Regions from separate parts of the Triticum aestivum genome. Here region 2 is linked to region 1. The links are chromatin contacts, called in public Hi-C maps. All regions are on one chromosome and are shown on one strand. The core of a region is the stretch at or near the end of the contact, and the rest is flanking DNA. Distances in the headings are between cores, read along the strand shown. Region 1 has its middle 140 kb from the start of TRNAF-GAA. Region 2 holds the start of LOC123167182 (40S ribosomal protein S13-1).

Evidence for each region. A called contact is a pair of places that touch in the nucleus more often than the background predicts.
Region 2: a contact with region 1 is called in a Hi-C map of leaf, with 7 times the contacts expected there. The contact joins the promoter of LOC123167182 here to the enhancer-like site in region 1. A contact is called at or near these places in 2 of 5 Hi-C or Micro-C datasets (both in leaf).

Annotation. Positions count from the first base shown.
Region 1 is chr7D:398,744,288-398,749,577 of IWGSC CS RefSeq v2.1, forward strand. No RefSeq gene overlaps it. Among protein-coding and RNA genes, the nearest start is that of TRNAF-GAA, 140 kb to the left of the region's middle. Within about 2 kb of position 2,959, at least 3 of the 8 cell types and tissues checked have an H3K27ac peak or open chromatin away from gene starts, as enhancers often do. A contact at or near this core is called in leaf, where this site is marked.
Region 2 is chr7D:399,198,191-399,203,480 of IWGSC CS RefSeq v2.1, forward strand. It overlaps LOC123167182 (40S ribosomal protein S13-1), which reads left to right and starts at 3,217. Exons shown (of 5, transcript XM_044585015.1): 1 at 3,217-3,377; 2 at 3,458-3,530; 3 at 3,614-3,752; 4 at 3,840-4,026; 5 at 5,262-5,290. The coding sequence starts at 3,355.

The DNA of each region.
Region 1 (5,290 bases), core at 1,709-4,208:
CCTCCTTGGGGGCCTTCCCCTTTTCGGCGGTAGAGAACCTTCTCGTCGGCGCCATGGATGCTGCGGCAAGACGGCAAGGCGAGGAAGGAGAAGGAAGGACGATCAACGAGAAGATGGAGATGAGCAAGGGGGGCTCTGCCCCTCCCCCCATTTATAGCCGGAGGGAGGCCAAACCCCGGCCTCCACGACCCCACGCAATGATGGCTTTTCTGCATGAAGCAGGCTCCAGTCAAGTCAAATGGTTGCCGAGGCTACGTGGGAAAGCGGAGACGCCCACGTCCCATCAAGCGCCACGCATCGACCAAGGCCGCAGGTGGTTAGGGACCGCGGCGCTCCGCCCTTGCCCTTTGGCTTCGCCTCGAGGCCAAGTTCGAGCGCACCTTGGGCCCGGGGGCTACTATCGGCGTTCTGGGAATGGGGGTACCCAGACTTACCTGCCTATGGCCCGCGGCGTGGCTCCATCGACGGCCTGGTACGGCCCACCTTCAACATCGACAACTCAAGACCCTTGCGAGGGGCCAAGCCTTGCGAGGCGGGTCACGCCAAGACCCCCAGAAGGAGCGGCCTCCTCAGGCTGGCTCCTGAGGGGCGGAGATCTCTATGCAAGCCTCGACCTCATGAGGTTCGGATGACACAAGCCATGACGACCAAGGCCAGGCGGGCGCCAGCGAGCGTAGCACAATAGTTTCCTCTTTGGTGCTAATAAGGAGGCAAGCGCACGCGCGAAGTCCTGAGGAATCAGCCAAAGGTTTACATTTCCATGCAACAAGACCAAGACCTCCAGGACGGCAGGACGGAGGTCATCGCCGAGTCCACCACGGCGTCACGACCAGAAGCTTTGCAGGCGAAGACTACCTTTTGTCAGGATAAGATGTACTAGTTGTCTCCCTTTGAATTTGGCCGTTGTGGGATCCCTTCCCGCCTTCGTTTTGGGGGAAGAGGACCAAGGCCACTATAAATAGGGCCTAGCCACCACCGTAGATGGGGATGGATGATTCAGATCATCCTCTCCCTCACCAGCTCAAGAACACACCTCCTGAGGTTGTTCTTCCACTATACTAGTTCATCCTCAGCCCACCTCGAGGCCAATCCACCACAAAGCAGAAGTAGGGTTTTACACCGCAAGGTGGCCCAAACCTGGGTAAACTGCCTTGTTCCATTTCCTTTCAGTACTTTGAGCTAGGCCGTGGGATCAGCGAGTTGGCAGACCGAGGAGGTTGAGTTCTTAGCTCGCACCCCAGAGTTCGAATCTATCCAGGGCCTGCGGAGCCCAGAATTCGACAAGGGCACATCGGCAAAAATTTACACTTGAGGAAAAGGAAGGGGTTAATGCACGAAGAAGAGAGAAAAGACAATGCATGACATTTGCTGAGAGGAAAAGTAGCATGCTTTTTTTCATGTGGGGGTTTATTAGTTGGAAACCATATGTTCGTTTTTTTCCTCAATGTGTACCTATCAATGATATAGCATCACTTTTATCAACGTCTTGGTGCATCTTTTGTTGTTCACTAGGCTCCTGACCTTCAAGTAAAAATGCTCCACCTGATCTTTTGTAATTCCGTGGCGTAGCACGGACATCCTACTAATGAAATTAAAAGAAATTGAATGGAAGAGCTCCTTGATAAATTGTTGACCCGGTTAAAATCGGGTGACCTAATTCTAAATTGAAGACCTTGATTAATTGTGAGGCCTTAAAGTTAGCAAGCATAGTGTATAGTATAAAAGAATTGAATGAAAGGGCTTTGAAAAATTGTTGAACCGGTCAAAATCGGGTGATACAATTTCAATTGGAGACCTCAATTGAATGTGGGTTCTTTAAAACTAGGGAGCATAGTGTTACAGAGGACAGGAGCTGCCACCATAATCTTCGGGTTGGTCCACCATCTTTTTCGACATAGGAGCATTGTCGGTCCTATATGACTTTACTGTTGCTGATACATCCATTTTTGTATTCTATTTTGTCAGATTGTCGATGTAGCTCATCATGCTTTTATAATGCTATATTTTTAGTTAATAAAGACATCCTTTATAAAAAAGGAGCGGGTACCGTCAAGTATACAACGTTAAGATTCAATGCATCTACAATTATTATATCATCCATCCACATAATAATATTACTGCATCGAGACGGTTTGATCCTTCTCTTCTATTATATGAATTATGAAGCAGAAGAAGAAAGAGTCGGGGGCTTGGAGTTGGAGATGATTTTGGTACTCATGGGTTAATGGTGAAACTGTTGGTCCATCTTCAAACCTTCGTGCAATGCAGCGGCCTCAGTAGGATACCACATCTGATGCGCCTTAGCATCGTAGCTCCAATGAAGTCATCTATGTGGTCACAAATAACAACTCCCGAGAGAGCTTGAGTAAAGCATCAACATCAGTACTTGTTGCCCTCACAACGGTCTTCTCCAACAATTTAGGCGGGGGAGGTATCATGCTTCCCCCCACCCGAACAAAATTAAACGCCACAACCTGGATAACTAGAGCTAGTTCGTGAAAATTTTAAAAAGTTCCACGATTTTGAAAAAAAATGTCATAGATTACAAAACAATTCGTGAACTTGAGGAAAGCTTGCAGGTTTGGAAAAAGGTTCATGGATTTGAAAAATCATGAATTGAAAAAACACCATGAATTTATAAAAGTTGTTCATCAAAATTGAAAAATTACTCAAATTTTTAAAAAGTCCAATTTTTTCAAAAACAAATTGCGTAAATAAAAGTGAAATTTAAATTTAAATTGAAAATACATAGATAAAAACGAAAAAAGAGAATTAAAGAAAGAATTTTTTACGAGAAAACAAAAGAAACCCAGCCCAAAAATAAGAGAAAATCTTCTAGAAGTTTCCGAACCAGATGGAGGGAATAATGGGCCGGCCGCCCACATATGTCCCGGCGAACCAGGGTGGTGCGCGGCGGGCGCACCTATGTCTGGGAGCTCCTATCTGCCGCCCTTTGCGGCAATTTGTCGACCACGTGCACAGGCGGATATCCGACTGGGCCGGCCCAAGCTAGCGATCAACAGAGAACGTGTACTGTAACGCGAGTTTGTGGTCCAAAAAATGTCGCATTCCGTAGGTATCGAACGCAGGAGCTCCAGCTCTGGAACACCTTTCTTTTAGACAACCTCATGAAGCTTTTTATTAATTCGTTTCAATGTTTACACAGACGGATGGAAGATCACCAGGGTGTCCTAACCAAACATGGCGACCATCCCCGAGAAAAAAAGCATGCTTCGCTAAGTTGTGAGCTTCATAGTTTGAGCTCCTAAACTCATGAATAAATTTTTTTAAAACAAAAGTGGTAGAATGGCCTATTATTTCATGTATGATCGCTCCATAGCTAGCCGCGTTCTCCTCCTTTATATCTTCGACCACCACTTTGTCAGCTCCGGAACGCCTGGTATTACCAACTAACCTTAAGGGCGTACCTGAATACTGGGCTGTGCGAAACACTTAAGAACCAGAACCATCGCAGATCCGAGTGTTTTTGAATTTTTGAACGGAAAACATCTGTTTGAGAAAAAGGGAAATGTTAAACGCGAACACCTTTTCAATTTGTGAACAAAATTTTCAAAAAAAAAATTAAACATTTTCGAAAACAAGAACATTTTTTGAAAAATACTGAACAATTTTTTGAAACTCTGGGAAAATGAATAAGCGATCATATTTTCAAAGTGAACATTTTTCGAAATTCCAGTTTTTTTAAAACACAATTTTTTTTGGAAACTCTGGAAACAAAATTTGAAAATACAAACATTTTTGCAAAACGGGAATATTTTTCGAAATTCCAATTTTTTTTGGAAATAACAAACATTTTTTGAAACTCTGGAAACAAAATTTGGAAACACAAACATTTTTTTAAAACTGGAACATTTTTTTTAATTCCAAGCAGAATTTGGAACGCGAAAATATTTTGAAACTCGGGAACGAAATTTGAAAAGATGAACATTTTTTTAAATATGCAAAGTAATTATTCGAACCGAAACATTTTTTGAACTCCCAAACAAAATTTTAAACATGAAGAAAATTTTGAAATTTGTGGACAATTTTTTAAAATGAGAACATTTTTTTAATATTCCGAACAAAATATGGAAACAAGAACTTTCTTTGAGATTAGGGAACAAGTTTTGAAACGGAATTTTTTATTGAAATCCCAACCTTTTACTGAAAAGTATGTGAAAATTTTGAACAAACACAAAGAGAAAAGAAAAGGAACAGAAAGGAAAAAGAGGAAAGACAAAGAAACAGAGAAGGAGGAAAAAAGAAAATACGAATAAAAAAACCATAACAAAGCGAAAACATCTAAAAAAAACGGTTCAAGAATATTATAGAATGTCCCCAAAATCGTAAAACCAGGCTGGAGCCGTCCAGAGTACGTGAACGCTATAGTCTACTACCTTGCGTCGGATGTGAATCGTGTTGGGCCGGGCCATTTAGCTCGCATAGATTCAAAAATTTAGGATCCACATCTACTAGATGCCACCGAGCCGGTCTTCTCCATTTTTCTTTTTACTTTTTTTGTTTTCTTTTGTTCCATTTCTTTTTTCTTCTCCGTTTTTGCCATTCTTTTTCCTTTCTTCTCAGATTTCTTTCATTCTTTTCCGTTTTTTCCTCCATTTTTTGTTTGGTTTTCTTTTTTCTTTTCTTTTTTGTGTTTTCTTATCTTTGTTTTCCTTTTCACTCTATATTTTCATACATGTCAAAAACATTTTTGGTAACAAGTGACCAACATTTTTTGTATACACGTTCAACATCGTCCCAATGCTATTTCAACATTTTTCATATAGTTTTTCAACATTTTAATAGTTATTCAACATTTTAAAAAATACTTGTCCAACATTTCTAATACTTGTTAAGCATTTTTTATATACTCGTTCAACATTTTTAATACCTATTTCCACATTTTTTAAGTATTTGTTAAACATTTTTAATACTTATTCAACAACTTTAAATACTTGTTCACCATTTTCCCAATTCTTGTTCAACATGTTTCATACACTCGTTCAACATTTCTAATACCTATCCAACATTTTTTAAAATAATTGTTCAACATTTTTAGTACTTATTCAAAATTTTCAAATACTTGTTCAACATTTTTCAAATTCTTGTTCAACATTTTTCATATGCCCATTCAATATTTTTTAATATCTATCAAATATTTTTTTTAAATACTTGTTCAACATTTTTCAAATTCTTGTTCAACATTTTTAAATACTTGTTCAACATTTTTCATATACTCGTTCAACATTTCTTAATACCCATTTAATATTCTTGAAATACTTGTTCAACA
Region 2 (5,290 bases), core at 1,967-4,466, 450 kb after region 1:
CTTCAGGATCTGCACTCACCCTGTTCCTTTTGGACATCTATTACGAAAGAACAACACTTGACTGGAAAAACATGGTATGATGACACATGGAATAGGTACATAAAATGGATAGGCATGTCATATTCTCATATATGATGTGTCAACTAATCAGATGGTGGTGTAACAAAGTAGAAGTAATGAAAGACATCATATGCAAGATACGTGCGACTAATATAACCTTGCCAAGTTAGAGCAAGCACCTTGATGGGTGAATAAGATAGGCCATCCTCCATCATGCCAAGTTTGCTAGCTAGTAGATTGTTCCGCAATATTCCTCCCGTGCACCAATTATCATATTCATTATGATCATGTTCAATACCTACATGCATGAAAACATAAAAATAAGTGAGTATCTTTGTGATGCTTAGGGGACTCTAATCCAATAGTGCCTCCCTGTAAACCCCTATGTGCTATCTGTGTGCAATTCTTCCGAGAGATGCCATGTGTGCTGTAATTTGGTGTGTGCATTAATATAATGTGGCCTACTAATCAAAATAGAGGCTCCCTGTTGAGAGCTCCAGAAGTAATGATACTTCGCAGATAATGGATCGCCTTGTCTTAAACCTCTCATAGGCTTGAAACTTTCAGTTTCTTCATCATTAATTCAAACCCTATAATCAATAGTGAAGACGCATTTCATCATAAGATCTATCCATCCTTCCTGAAAACCAAGTTTTAACACAATTCCCTTCAAGAAATGCCATTCAACTCGGTCATAAGCTCTGTGCATATCAAGCTTGATCGCGCATAAACCCTCTTTTCCTTCCCTCTTATTTCTAATAGTATAAAAGCTCTCGTAGGCCACTAAAACATTGTCCATAATCATTCTCCCGGGCACAAAAGCACTTTGGGTGGGACTAATAATATGAGGCAACAAAACTTTCAATCGCGCTACCAATATTTTGGAGACAACTTTATAAACCACATTGCAAAGACTGATAGGTCTAAACTAGGTTACCTTCTCTCTGGTGAATTGATCCTAGGGATCAACACAATCGTAGTGTCATTCCATCCGGATGGAATTGTGCAGGTATTCACCGCTTGCAAGACCTCATCAACCAAATCATCCCGTAGCATGGGCCAAAATATTTTATAAAAAATAGCATGAAGTCCATATGTCCCTGGAGCCTTTAATTCTCCAATATAAAAAAGAGCCTTACGAACATCATGAAAAGTATAAGGGCCAAGCAAAACATTATTCATGTCTACAATCGCTCTACTCTGGACAAGGGACAAGACTTGCTGGTTTAGGTTTAGAACATCCGAGGTAAAAGCACTGGAGAAGTAACTCATAATATGTTCCTTCAGATCATCATCCAGAAGTTTCTTAATGTTGTTCCTTTTTTTCCTGGTAGTTGCAGCATTATGAAAAAGCGATGTATTGCGATCCCCATCTAACAACCAGTTTGCTCGGCCTCTCTATAACCAGAAAATTTCTTGTTGATCCAAAAGATTTTCCATGAGTACTAAAATTTCCTTCTCCCTCGAACGTGATTCCCCATTGATAGGAACATGCTTCAACCTCTCTAATTCCCCATTGATAGGAACACGCTTCAACCTCTCTAACTATTTTTAAACTTATTTATTCTCCTTTTTCGTCCCTTCAAAGTTACTCGGTCCCAAGCATGTAAATCCTCATGCACTGTTCTAGTCCGTGCAGAGAGTTGAAAAAAGCTTCATTTGGATTGGTGCATTGAGTACCTGTACCAGTACCCACCCCCAAACTAAATGGTCCCACGTCGCCCCCGTACCATTGCGGCTCCGGCCGTGTTGACCATCCGTTAGTAAGACGACTTCACCAAGAAAGGTGCTTGGCTTGGTGAGATTCAATGCCATAACTGGACGTCAGACGCTCAAGAGACACTTTACATTGATAGCCCAAAAGGTTTTCGAACCTATCGAGTCTTGTAATTTCATGGTGCTTTCTTCAAGAAAGTTCCCAAGCGAAATCCTGGACGGGGTGCATGCGCACTCCTAGGTCCCAAATGTTAAAAATGTTAATGTGCTTGCCATTTCCACTCGTCGCACATGCCTTTTATCATTGCACTTACTTCAAGCATAATATTTTGCCGACTAGAGGAGGAGCCCTAATTTCGTGTTTGTCTTTATCCCAAGACCCTGTCTTTTTCTACCATTTTTTCTTAGTGAATGTCATTTCTTCTCTTCTTTTAGAACAAAATGTTATTTCATCTCAAAAACGCAGAATGGTGGCCTTTTCACCTTGACCTCCTTTTCCCCGACTTATGTGGGGAATAGAGAGGAAACACGGAGCGCCTTTCCTTCGCACTAGTTTTGGGTCGGCCCATATGAGGGGCGAGGCTCCCCTATTTTTTGTGTTTTCTTCTCTGTTTTCTTTGCTTCTTAAAAAAAATCAGGATTTCAACTTTTTCCAAAACTCATATTTTTTTTCACAACATTTCAAAAAATATGAATTTGAAAAAAATCTTTGTAGATTTTAAAAATATCCCATATTTCAAAAAATCTTTATGATTTGAAAAAATGTTTGGAAATTTTCAAAATTCCCAAATTTCAAAAGCTATTCATGAATTAAAAAAATTCCGAATTAAAAAAATGCTCACAACCTTGTGTAATGTTCCTGGATTTAAATAATTGTTCATGATTTTGAAAACATGTTCATGTATTTCAATAAGTGTTCATGATTTTTCTTTAATGTTCTGAATCAAATAAATTCAGAATTGTTTCCAGATTTCGAAGATTGTTTGCGAATACATAAAAATATTCATGATTTCTTTAGAATTTAAAAAATTGTCACAACTTTAAAAATTGTTCATATATTTAAAAAATATAAAATATAAATATAAAACCAAAAACCAAAAATGAAAAATCGAGATAAAACTGACAAGGAAAAACAGAGAGAAAAAGGAAAACCTGCCCAAAACCAGATGGGGAGTCTTCATAAAAATACAAGCAGTTCTACTTCACCCTATGTGACACCAAGCAAATAAGTGGGAGAGGAGCTATGCGTTTGGTTGCTATCCGCCGCCCTACGCGAGATATAGGAATCATCGTTTTCACAAGCTTCCCTGTTGGACTAGGACACATGTGTGAGCCGCAGTTGTTAAAACGCTGGTTTTGAAGGCCCACACTAGCCCAGTCCACGTTGCAACGCGGCGTGATCATGGATCTAAATGGGCATTACCTGAAGGACCAAAATATAAGAAAGCCCTCAAATAAGTGGAACCCCAGAACCCTAACCAGGCTCTTTTCTATCCTCTCACCACTCGCGCCTCTCTCGCCCTTCCCGCCGCCACCGCCGCCGCCGCCACTCCCCTCGCCGCCGCAGCAGCCGCAGCCATGGGGCGCATGCACAGCCGCGGGTAATCCTCACCCCCTGCACTGCCACCGCAATCCTGTGAATTTTCTGGTCTAATGGCGTCTCCGCGACTCTGTGACGCAGGAAGGGCATCTCGTCGTCAGCGCTGCCGTACAAGAGGACTCCACCAAGCTGGGTCAAGACCGCCGTCGCCGATGTAAGAAGAAGCCTCACCTTCTCTTCGCCCCCTCGATTCGATGTGATATGGCTGGCTGATGCGTGCGTCGGGCTCGTGTGCAGGTGGACGAGTTAATCACCAAGGCCGCGAAGAAGGGCCAGATGCCGTCGCAGATCGGCGTCCTGCTCCGTGACCAGCACGGCATCCCCCTCGTCAAGAGCGTCACCGGGAGCAAGATCCTCCGCATCCTCAAGGCCCATGGTGAGAAATAGATTAGATCCCCCCTCGTCTTTCTCAGAGTGCTCTATGTGTTGATAGTGGATTGATTGTGTGAGTGTTGGTGCGCAGGGCTGGCGCCAGAGATCCCGGAGGATCTCTACTTTCTGATCAAGAAGGCGGTGGCGATAAGGAAGCACCTGGAGAGGAACAGGAAGGACAAGGACTCTAAGTTCAGGCTCATCCTTGTGGAGAGCAGGATCCACCGCCTCGCTCGCTACTACAAGCGCACCAAGAAGCTCCCGCCCACCTGGAAGTAGTAAGTCACTCAATCCCAATGCCATTAATCTTTCTTCTGCTATAGCTTCGGTGAATTGTGACGCCTTATCAGTTTAGTACGCAAGTACAGTGAACAGTTCGCTGTTTGTGTGCCACTTGCTACATATGAGCTGTAGAATGTGTGCTACATATAGGTTGTTGAGTAGGAGTACGTGTTTGGTACTACTTCAGATGAGGCTACTTATAAATGTATTTAGATGCTGATCTGTTGGCTGTTCTGTTCTCATGGGACAGGAATTTTAGAGAAATGGGATTCTAAACTACTTAGTTATGCCTGTGATTAAGCTTAGTTGTGTTTGTGGCGGATGTGCTGCTAATTGGTGTTAGTAAGGCATTCCCGTACTGGCATACTGTAGTGGACACTGCTGATTCGGTGTGCACACCAAAATTATAAGTATATGAGTCAATAGTTTGACTTGTAAAGATTGATGTTATGAAGTGATGATATAGCCACTTCAGACATTTTTGAAGATCTAAATGGAGAACACCTATGCATTTTGTGTGTTACTAAATGACTACAATTTGCCAGCATGATAATGTAACTTCTTTAGTTTGGATATGAAATAGGAATTTGATGAAGATCACAATACTTGTGTTAAAGAGAAATTAGATCAACCCAACTGAAATGTTTGCAGTTTTGAAAAATGCAACTGGTTATGATACTGATATGTGTCATTATCCCACGTATGTGTGTCTGGGTGACACATACAATGTGTTCTTCAAACTGCAACATTTCTACAATTGCATTTATCTATTTTAAATTCCTACTCAGTGGTGGTCTATTCTGTTGGCTGAATCATGCCATTCTGAAGCAAATCTATAATGATGAAATTGCATTTAAATTTATACGAATAAAATCATTGGTTATCTGATGTGCCGAGCAGTGCCGAGCAAGTCATTTATGAGTGTGCATTTTAGTCTTTTAAAATACAAATGGGTAGCCCAAGGCAAAGGTGCCAACTAAACTTGCATCTATGTAATGTAAACATTGTTGTTGAACCGAAGGCAGTTCAATGATAATGGTACGGCAGTTTATATTCACTCTCTGTTGCATTTGTTGTATGGCCTGGATGAATTTGTACACATATCAGACTGCCTTTTTCATACGTAAAGCATTTCCGTTGGACTTATCTTATAGTATTCCTAATGTATGTTGCCAATCGTGTCATCTCATACAACAAATGTTTTGCTAACACAATTCTTTCGCCTCTGCAGCGAGTCTACCACCGCCAGCACTCTGGTGG